Regions from separate parts of the Mus musculus genome. Here region 2 is linked to region 1. A link is a contact called in public Hi-C data. All regions are on one chromosome and are shown on one strand. Each heading gives the region's core, a stretch centred on a gene start, on an enhancer-like site or on the middle of the called end of the contact. The rest is flanking DNA. Distances are from core to core; before and after follow the strand shown. Region 1 overlaps Kirrel3 (kirre like nephrin family adhesion molecule 3). Region 2 overlaps Kirrel3 (kirre like nephrin family adhesion molecule 3).

Region 1 (5,618 bases), core at 1,810-4,309:
AAAAATCAATGACAGGAGTGAAAAGGATAATCTAACTAAAACCTAAATAAATAACAGTAGAAAACTCTTAAACATTTTCCTTGGCATGAATTTGGTTATTGATCTTAGAACGCCTTCTAAGGTTGGGAAGGCAATGTAGGGTTTTGTATTATTTTAGCAGGAGACCAGAAGAGGAGGGTAATAACGGTTTCTGAATGGGATTTGATTCTGGGTAACTCTAAATGTTATTTTTTGCCTACAATGCATGAATACCTGTCTGTGAATTTTTTTTTCCTGCCCTGGTTTGGTGAAGAGAAAACACAAAGCAAATTTCAAGCCTGGAAAGGGGGCACTTGTGAGAGTTTGGAGCCCAGGCAACCATTGGCTGACAGTGCAGCTCGAATATCACCCCTGTGGCCGAGGAAGGGGCTCAGGCCACAGGATGAAAAGCCAGAATCTGACGTCTTCCATGGCAACATCTATCTGCCCTGCATTCTTGCTCTGATTCTATCTTAAAGGTGCTTTTAAACTCTCAGGGAACTTTCATGTTTCACTAGTTTATCATAAGTGTCTATCTTAAGCCAATATTATGATTTTAAGCATGGCCTAGGCAGATACGTGTCACCTTCCAAAGAGATTTCTAACACCAGGTAAGCTTTCTGCTGAAGCCAAAGTGAGGAGAATCGGAAGCCGAATGACATTCAGGCTCGCCCGCCTTCCAAGACTCTTTTTCACTTCTTTTTAATGACCATTATTAATCATTTCAGAACTATATAGTCTCCTGGCATTTTTACTATTACAGACTTAGAGGGAGAGAAAGGGGAGGGAGGGTGGGAGGGAGAGAGAAAGAGAGAGAGAACAATTTTGATGTCGTGAAATGCCTTTTTTGTGTAGAGTAGTATCATTTTCGGATCACAGAGCAAACACAAGCCTAACCTCTCCCTGGGCCAAATGGGGTTTAATTAAAAAAAAAATCTGTTGAAGGGAAGTTAGAGGGGAGGGAGTTGGGTGTGATGGATGCTTGTTAAGAAATGAGCATTTGCTTTTCTAAACATTAAGCTAAACTGGAACTGGCTGGCGGAGGGACAGAGTGACAAGCCACTTGGGAAGCTCCCCATATTGTCTTCATCCCTTTGTGCAGGAGAAGACGTTTCCTCTGTGTTCTCAGCTCTTCCCATCCCACGTAGACCTTACAGAAGAGAATCGCAGGTCACACTAGGTTGCTTGGCTCATAGACACTCACAGGGCTGCCAAAACAACATCGTGACTGATATCCTTCCCAACAACCTGGAAGACAGGGCTCTTAGGGTCTTCTATCCTGTCACTTGACAGTTATGTGATCTTCAGGCAAAGCCTCGGTTGTTATCATTAGCAAATGGGTTTAGCCATCCCTGCTTCACTCGGCTGCTACAGTGCTAAGTCAGAGAATATATACAAGGCTCAACCAAGGACCTGATCCTGAGACCTCAAGGATGCTTTTCCACAGCTGGTCCAGTTGACTCAGTAGCCACAGGTTTCAGGGAATATAAAAATACCAGACAGCAGCATCCAAGGCTATTACTGATCTGGCTGAGGTTTCTACTGCTTCTCCTTTCCCAGTCCACGTTCAGGGTGAGAACCCAAAGCTCTACTAGAAACCTGGCTTGTGAAAAGAATGGTATGCGACCAAGCTAGGGGACTAGGAAAACAACAAAGCCAAGGTCACATGTCTTATCGTTACAGCAAATCTTAATTTAGGAGGGGTGTCTAATATTTTCATCAGGTCCTAAAATTATACACAAAGACTAGAATGGTTTGTGATCTGGACTAAGGCTTTGACTTTTTTTATGCAAAAACCTTTCTGTTTTGACAGAAACTGCTTAGATGGTCTCTGCCATTCACCACTTAATCTCCCTGTTCACTGAAGACTAAATATCTTCTCTCTAACTTTGCTGCCTTCTATGCCTGGGAACAGCAGCTGGAAAGACACATTGAGCAGGTAACAGCTCACCTCATTGCAATAACAACAGCAATGGACGACTACAATGGTGAGTCCAGTAAGGAATGTGGTTTGGATTTAGGCAAACCTCACAGAAAATTCCACTAACAACCTAAATCAACAGAATGGTCACATGACATCCGATGACTTCAAGCAACATCAATGACCCGTTCTACCAAACACTTGGGTCATGCAGACCAGGCAAGACTGTGGTATACCCCTGACAATGGTCCCGTCCTTCCTTCATCACATCTCCACAACTTCAATTGTTGATGCATGGACTAACTTGGGAGGGGGGCGCTCAGGTACATCGCATAACTCTGAAGGGCAAGCTGGCACATTGGAGATTACTAGAAAGAATGATGGTAAGGAGTTTTGGGGCCACCCTCCTACCGTTTGTCCTGAAGAGCATAGTACAGTATACCTGCTTTTAGCCTGGCATTGACATTTTAGAAGGACACCCTATTAAACACATGCAATTGGTGGCAAGTTTCCTCGAATGGTGTCCCTCGAATTTAGTATCTCTTTCCAGAGATGAAAACAGAATTCACCTCAACAGCCTGCTCAAGGCACCAGGAATAAGGATACTACTTTGCAGCATGGGAACAGCACACCCACTTTGATGGGGTGTGAAGCACTTGGAACCATGGAGAATAGTAGAGGGTTCAGGACTAACAGAGCGAATGCCGGCTCAAGGAAGACACCTTCTGTGGCTAACCCCTCTGGGGGAGGACTGAGATTCAATACATTCAGGAAAAGCCCTCATTGCAGAGAAATGCTGGTGAACTGCAATTGCTCTATCTCCTTTGTGCAGTTCTTCCAGGACCCCTTGAGCATTATTAATTGAACCCACCTAGCTTTAGCCTCTTTGTGTAGGAATTCCTCTGAACATTCTACTTTCACTACCTAGTGGGCTCTGAAAAGTAGAATCCAGCCTCTCCCTGGGAGGTTAAACTGTGGCTACTTCTTCATCTGCACCCCTTCGGGGTGGGATGAGGTGGCAGAAGGGCCCAGCTTCAGGCAGCCCTGCTGTGCCTTAAACCACTGGGCACCCATCCCTCTGCAGGTTACGCTGGGCTCACTCCTTTGCAAGCGCGGCTGCTGCCACCATCAGGCTGACTTGGGGACTGCAATCTTCTTCGTATGTCTGATTCCCCAAACATTTTTGCTAACTCCCATCTCAGCAGTTGACTCTCTTAAAGGCTCAGCACCCTGTGTGAGAAAATGGCTTCAGAAGCAAGCTTCCCAAAGAGCTGAAGTTCAACTTAAACATGGAGTGAACCCTAACATTTATAACCAAGGCATAGAAAAGTGCAAGTCTCACAATATAGGGAACAGAGCAACTGGGGGATTAAGTGGTGGTTTCTCCTTAGTCGTCAGGGCAGCTAGGCAACTAGGCAACTAGGCAGCAGAGGATGAAAGCCTTCTTGTACAGTACTTGGATGCATACTTAACTTTTTGTTCCCTGAATGCTTACTTACCCAGAGAGTCAACTAAGCCCCAGTGTGACTCCGAAGCTGTCATAGCTCCCAGCATTGCCAAGGGTGACAGGTGGACTGTCACACTGCACCAGAGTGAAGTCACCTGTGACATTTGCAGGTGACTGACAGAAATGGGCACTGACATGCATTGGAGAACAGAAGGGCACAAGGGTTCCTTGCTGAAGCCCAGGAAGTGAGTGGCTTGCCAGGGGATGTTTCTCTTGGCAGCATCCCTGGTGACTTGTGAGCATCCGAGGTCTTCCTTGGAGAAATACCTTTAAATAAACTTTAAGCATCCCTGGGACTCTAACTTGGGCACTTCAACATCTTTATGTGTGCTGACATCACAGGTTCTGGTTTTTTTTCCCTTTCCTTAACTCTTATATTTCATCTGATAGTTTTGAATTTATTCAGAGACTTCTAGGTAGCCAATTGAATGCTAGACACTGGCGTGATAAAAGGTAGGATATTTTAACCAACTGATTATGATAAGCTCCTTGATTTACAGATATCTAAAGGTGGAAGTAGAGGTGGAGAAGAGAACAAGGGAAGTACACAAATGACTTCTTGACTACATTTCAGCCTTGCCACTTCCCAGGCACTAGTGCTCTGGAAACTTTGAGCCTTTGGGGTAAAGACAAACTTCAGAAATGTGTCAGAGTCTGGGATCATAAAGAACTAGGACTACAAGGCTGGGTTACCGTCTGAAGGTCAACCCTGGCACTGAGCTCCTCGATCTTTCTAAGGAACAGCTAAAATCCCCTCTTTATGCTTGGACACATATGGATGATTACCACAAATATACAAACGTGCAAGAGATAAAGCTTAGTAGGAAAGCATTTTCATAGTGAGGCCCACCTACAGTTCTGAGAGGTGTGGTGGTGCTGGTGGTGTGTGTGTGTGTGCGGGGGGAGGGGGGAGGTGAGCGATGAGAACAAGGTTTTCCTTCCATCCCAGCATCTGATCTTCTAATGCATAGTTTATGTTTATGATCTGAAGCAGCCGGAAGCTACCAGCTCCTCCATGAAGCACCAACCCACACAAAACAAGACTGGGAAGAACTTTGATCAGACATCACCTTTCTAGGGGCTGACAGCATCCAACCTGCCTCCGTTGCTATTTCGATAAAATGGGGTGCTACTTGTGCACTGTATTTCTGAAGATTTGCATAGATGCTAATTATCCTAGCCATCATTATGCAAACAGAGGTATTGTTACTACTATTATCATCAACACGGCCAAAAGAATTTGCTAGGTACCAAAGAGATCTTGAATACATGATCTACCTCCTAGAAAACTATCCAAAACAACCCAATTGTTGCTAAGAGGTAGAGTCCTCAACCACTCTTCTGTCCTTTCTTACCAGCTGGCGTCCTGCATTCCTGATGACCTGAATTCATCTTTGAAAACACTCACAATAGAGTCCTGCTCAACAGGCCAGCCTCAGACAAGACAGTCAGAAATCGAAGGCTTTGAAAATGCCGCTGACTAGTTCTTGTAGGACATTTAGGGGCTTTGTCCCCCCCCCCCCCCACTGAGCTTCCTGCCAGCTACCATAGGTTCCTGGAGAGAATAGGCACAGAAGACATGGGTAAATCTGAGGACATATATTCTCTACTCCTGAATGGAAGGCTCCTTTGCATGGGAGACTTGTGAAACATTTCTGACATTTGAATAGAGCCCTCTAAGGTGCTACCTCGGCTCCCCTGATGCCTACAGTTTACTTTTTCTTGAGAACAAGAAAGACATTGCCAGCAGAATGCCCCAGGGAAGCTTCTCTTCTTCCTCCCTTCTGACTTATTGTTCCTCCTCATTGCTGTGTTTGCTCTGTCCCTGTATCCTTCAGGGGTCTTCAGAAAGAGTTAACTCCCATCCCTCATATCCTCCAACCACCCATAGTTCAGGTGTCCCCAGCATTCCATGCCTCTGGTGCTTTGAGCTCTCCTCAGCACCTCTTATCTGCCTTCCCTTGGGTGGGCAGACCAACAGTTAACTAGGTTCCCCATTGCTATTTTATTGTCCACTTTCCCATATCTGAACATACCAGCCATAAAGAAAGATGATCTGGAAAGAGGAAAGTGTACTTCCACTCAATTCTACAAGTTTTCAGCCTCAGGGAAGTACAGAGACTACCAAGAATAACAAGTGAATCCCCACAGCTCTGATATGGAGAGGACGAC
Region 2 (5,514 bases), core at 2,296-4,795, 110 kb before region 1:
TGTATGACCAAGCCAGCCCTTTCCCACTTATTCATACAGCCCTTGAGCAAGCAGTGAGTACGATGAGATAGCAAATAATAAAAATTACTAGACGACAATGTTAATAAATTTCACAAGGTGACCACTGAGTGCTTTATGTATAGCACCTCTTTGCTCTCACAATGAACTATTAATATTTCTAGATGAAGGAAACAAATGGAGGCTTAGTATATTTATGATAAATATTCAAAGCCCCACCCAGGCCGGGGATGTAGCTCAGTGGCAGAGAACATGTGTGAGTATGTATGAGGCCCTGGGTTCAACTCTTAGTAACAGGGGTTGGGGTTATACAACAGGCTGTAAATAGCTCAGTTTCTCCCCTGTTCTACCTGTCTGCCTGCCTGTCTGTCTGTCTGTCTGTCTGTCTCACTTTCCTTCCTTTCCTCTCCCTACCTCTCTCTCACTTCCTCTCTCTCTCTCTCTCTCCCCTTTATGATCCTTTAACCACTATTTTTTACTGCCTCTCAGTCCAGTATTACTTCTAAGGTAATTGATTTTTAGGTTTCAGTTTAGTTCCGCAATAAAACTGTGGACTCCCCAAGGAGGCCACGCATGTCTTATATATCTGCATCCCCTGCAGCATCTAACCTCTGAGCTAGACAGGCGATAGGCATTCAATATAAACTTGATCATCCATTGATTGCTCAGACAGCTCCCAGACTTGGGCTTTGCACTCTCTTCTCATTACAGAAAGGCCTAAGTAATATAGCTCTGGAGGAGGACTGGGTCTGGGGGTGGGCAAGCATAACCATTTCCTCATTAGGGGATGTCATTCTGTACTACTTCAAGGAAACCACCTGGACGAATGCTAAGCATGCACTACTGCAGCCCATGCATGGGGCTTGGGAACAAAACCTTTCTGTCTCAAAGGTAGCAAGGCTCCAGCTGGAAGAAGAGACAGGAGGAGTGAAGCAGATCAGTTCTGGGTGAGGACAGGGGCATGAGAGGAGGGGCAGTAGCTGGCTCTGTGGGTAGATGTGGGTCACCCAGGAGGCTGAACAGAGAGCTTCAGGAGACGGTAGGCTAGTGGGGCTTTGGCATGGGCAACAGAGAGAAAAGGAGGGGCACAGTAAGAAGGAAACTTGGCTCTCTACTTACAGTCTTCATTTTGTAATGGTTACACCATGCAGGAACTGGGCGCACTGGTGTTTGTTCTGCTCATGATGGCTTCTAAACTGTCTTGCCTACACAGCCTTTCTTCAGAATGGCCAGGAAGATACCATTTGATAAAGGGTAAAAGTACCGAATGTTCTGGGGCATTCGATACAAACAGGTGCTGCTCATCAACTGTTGTTGATTCTGTTGGTGTCCTGTCTTCTCCTTGGAACAACTCTGCTCAACTCTGCTCTCTCTCTCTGCACTGTCCACAGAACACCACAGCCTGGGTGGCTTGTAAGTAACAGAATGTGGTTCTCAGCCTCCTGGAGGTCGTGAAGTCCAAGTCCAAGGCTGATGTGCTGTCTGGTGAGGTTCTGGCTCCTCATTCACCTATAGGCTTCTGAGCATTTGGTCTTAACATGGTGGGAAGTGGTGAAGAAGCCATACACAAGTGAGGCCTTTTATAAAGGCATTAGTCCCATTTACCAGGGCCCCACCTTTATGGATAGATCACTTCCTTAAGGCCCTGGCTCCTCACACTGTCCTCTCAGGGGTTAGATTTTAACAAGGGGCTTTGGGGAAGCAGAATAATGCAGGCACGCGGCCTTTAGCATCTAACCCAGGAATCTGCTATGGCAAACATGGGAGGCTCTCTCTGCCTAAGGACAGATTTTCTATTAGGAAAGAACTGAAATCCTAGGGAGTTAATTCCTCAGAGATACCCCTAGTGAGTGATAGATGAGAATGATGGATGAATATGGCTTCCATGCCCCTTGGTGGAATGGCTCTGAGGTCTGTTCTGAGCAAAGTTAAGCCTTGCTTTCAGATAGTGACTTGTTAGTAACGATCTTTTCATTGGCTGGCCAAGCTTCATACCTGTTTGCCTTCCCGCCCTCCTGCAGTTTGTTCAGGGGTCACCTGTATGAACATCTTGGCACGGGAGTCATGGGGTCTGTCTCTGGAAGCAGGAACTAGCATAGGGAATTGTAGTCTATTAATTATAGAGGTAGGCATGTTTATTAATAGCTAATTTCCCCCAATTGAGCTATAGGGTCCTGCTCAAGTACTATAAACCAGATCCACATGCTTCCAGCAGCTTAGGTGCTCACCCACTGTGAGTGGACTGGATCCCTCCTGTGGTACACTCATCATGCTATTTGGATTATTTACCTATTTCTTTTATCCCATTCCAACCAGTATTTTAAAGACCCGGGAAGCAGGGACTGTGTCACACTGAGTCGTTACTGTAGATCCCTTTTGCAGAATGGTGCTAGGTAAGTCATCTTGAAAACTGATTCCCGCCACACAAAGGCAAGCTAGTCCCATCCCCTCACTACTTTCTAAGCGATGAAGATCAGTTTCCAGAGCTACAGTGTTCTTTAGGGTTTTGTACTGGGCTCATTGCTTTGTTGATCTTTGAGTGACCTTTCAAACAGTCTCTTGAGTACCTCTGGAACCCATTTCAAACATTCTTTCAGAGGAGCTTGAGCCTCATTGGGTCTCTGTACAGCCTGGTGCTCAACGGGGCTGAAGCAGTTAATTAATGAGCAGGGTGAGTGCAGAGCTAGTAGGTAACACAGGTGTTGATACTCTGGGTGGGACTCTTGTCTGTAATGCATCGCCACAGTCCATCAGTCCATGATGTGTCTGCCACCATTTCCTACCCTTTTCTATTCTGGACTGCCTTTGTCATTCTGCAACATTGTGACCACACTGAGAAACCTCCTCCAAATGCTGGACTGTCTGGGCTACACACTCCATTGTTGATCCATAAGGTAGCTGGCCACTGTAGAGGGTGTAATTACTGAATGTGACACCTGAGCCAAACTGGTTTCTAATGCTGAGGCCAGCTGGAGGCCCCATCCAGGCAAATGACTGCCACTCAGAGATGCCTGGGTCACAACCAAACTGCTACCCAGGTCCGCAGGCTTCTCCTTCTGGTTTCCATTTTGGACTTTAGAGATGCCAATCTCTTGGAAGGCAAATCTTTTGTGATAAATCAGAGGCCACATTGGAAGAGGCAAATGACTTAGTTGAGTGCAGGCTCCTGGCCAGTTCATGTCACCATAGTCTTGGCTGGCCCTCCTGGCTCTAATAAAGCTGCGTGGTGCCAGGCTTGGCAGGCCCCAAACTAGACGGACAGATGCTCCCTCCAAACTACCTATGCATTTGCATAGATCATCTGGGAAGGTGGCATCGATCAGGTGTGTAGGAACTCTAAGAGGCCTCAAGGCTTGCTCCCCTCCTGCCACCCCAGAGGAGGAGAGCTACCCTGAGCTCACTGAGGCATACCCTCTGCCACCTGCGTATTTGCCAAAGAAGATGTTCAGTGGAGACATTGGCACACGGCTCACCAAATGGGAAAGTCTGCAGTCAACAAAAGCAGGCTGGCTGCCATCACACTGTGCCCATCACCACACCATCCATGTGCTGTGGAAACTGGGAAAGATATTCTCTGCATAGGGAAAGGTTGGACCAGAACTGTTCTACTTGGCCTCAAGCAGCAAAGAGCTCATTTCTCCAAACAGGAAGCCCACTCAGACCCTGGAAGCTGGCCTAGCATGGGCTCTGGAGCCAGGGGCAGACTTCAAGAGCATCCACGAAGACCTGCTTGATAAAAGAAGCAGATGATGTCTAAAAAACCACCCAAATGGACTTTTTCCCAATCAATCCATCCCGACAACAGCTGTGCGCTGCCACTCGGGGAAAATGCGGAACTATTGCACCGTGTGCGTGCGCTGACTTCCGGGTTTGGGCTGCATGTTCCTAGGAAAGAAGAATGAACCAAGACCGGCATTTTCTCCAACCATTTGTAAATGAGCCCAGCATACATGGAGAGTTCTGCCCGGTGAGAATGGAAGCCATCTTTACCTTTCTCACACATGTTTCTCAAAGGTCTGGATGCTGGAAACGTGCATGAATAAAGATTCCTTTGTTGTCTATGTTTGAGGAGTTTGCACCACCACCACCACCCCCCCCCCCCCCGCCCCGACACCTGCTATCAGGGAGCAGAAGAGGAAACATGGCTGTCTGTCTTGTAGTTATTGGGCTGGGCTGCCCAGACCTCCAGTCGCTGCTGTGCACTTTACAGAGCACTGACATTGCCCCCTAAGAAGTTCAGGCCTTGACTCCTTTGAGCAGGACTCAGCTCTCTTTGGTTTCTTCCTATCACCTCTCTCCCACCCATGGGTTCCATTTTCCTCAGAATGTGTCCTAATGCTGCCGGAATGGTTCTGAATATGAATGACAAAGTCATTTGGATACAGTTTGCTCTGTATTTTCTTGGCGTGCTGAAACAATACCAGAATGACAACAACACTCGAAACTAAGGCCTCTTCTCAGGCAGACCTCTTACGCAACCTAGGTGAGGGCCAGTGCTCACTGGCCTATACCAAGGTCTTAAACAGCCCAGAGGTCACACCTGCCTCACATAATCAACTGAACGGGGAAGTAAAAGCTGCCTGCTCTGGCAATGGCATGCAGCCTCACGTGTAAATTAACAAATCTCTCCCAGAACCCAGAACAGATACATCTTTGTTCAGCCAAAGAACTTGGGTATAAATTGTAGCTTTTTAGGACGTCTCTGTCAAAAGTGTAATATATCACAGAATAGTGGATACAAGTTCAAAAGTACATATAATAATATAATTAAGATAGCTTGACAAGAATGTATTTTAAAAGTATAAAATACCTGCAGGTGTAATAGCTTCATAAAGTCTGTCAGATTTACCTCTGCTGTGAAGAAATTTAAAATGTTTTACTTTAATGTGATGCAAATGAAGGCTGAGCTATGCATATAACACACTCCTTAAAAAATAGGTAGTGGGAAAAGAATAAAAGTCAGATCCAGGCCAAACAAGACATTCACGTTTGCAGGCAACTGGATAATAGATCAAGCAAACAGATTAGGGAGTGACGCTGAGCTGTTTGTAGAAAACACCAATTTCACATTTCCCTCCCTTGCTGGCTACAGGAAAAGTACCTGTTTTTATTCAAAATTAATGATTCCCTCTGTACATTTTTCTTTCTGCTCAAAAGATCCAAACATAATTCTTTTTTAAAGGCAAAGGCAATTTTTATATAATTACTTGCTCATAGAAAATTATTTTTCAATATGCTAGAAGCTTAGGCAAGGAACGAGTCCCACAAAACACATAGGCTGCCAGGACACCTCTCCAGGCTCCAGGACCTGCTCCCTAAAAGGAGAGGAGCCAAGACAGCCCTTCACACATCAAGCAGCTGCCTCTAACTGGACTACCTGGGCCATTAGAAGATAGTTCTCCCTCAAGCAAAAAGTGGGAGTATTTTCTTGAGTACAAAAGACCATGTGGTCTGAAATTATAAGATTAATTCAATCAATCTGCAATGCCAAACCCA

Evidence for each region. Hi-C and Micro-C count contacts between places; a contact is called where the count stands out from the background.
Region 2: a contact with region 1 is called in a Hi-C map of cerebellum, with 2.2 times the contacts expected there. The contact joins two enhancer-like sites. A contact is called at or near these places in 5 of 484 Hi-C or Micro-C datasets (cerebellar granule neurons, cerebellum and stem cell-derived neural progenitor cells), 3 of 115 datasets of contacts at active chromatin or transcription factors (acute myeloid leukemia, embryonic forebrain and forebrain) and 3 of 9 other capture datasets (adipose tissue, liver and pancreatic islet).

What each region holds. Positions count from the first base shown.
Region 1 is chr9:34,496,277-34,501,894 of GRCm38.p6, reverse strand. All of the region lies in intron 1 of Kirrel3 (kirre like nephrin family adhesion molecule 3), which reads right to left. Among named protein-coding and RNA genes, the nearest start is that of Kirrel3, 10 kb to the right of the region's middle. Within about 2 kb of position 3,059, at least 8 of the 459 cell types and tissues checked have an H3K27ac peak or open chromatin away from gene starts, as enhancers often do. A contact at or near this core is called in cerebellum, where this site is marked.
Region 2 is chr9:34,611,037-34,616,550 of GRCm38.p6, reverse strand. All of the region lies in intron 1 of Kirrel3 (kirre like nephrin family adhesion molecule 3), which reads right to left. Among named protein-coding and RNA genes, the nearest start is that of Kirrel3, 130 kb to the right of the region's middle. Within about 2 kb of position 3,545, at least 2 of the 459 cell types and tissues checked have an H3K27ac peak or open chromatin away from gene starts, as enhancers often do. A contact at or near this core is called in cerebellum, where this site is marked.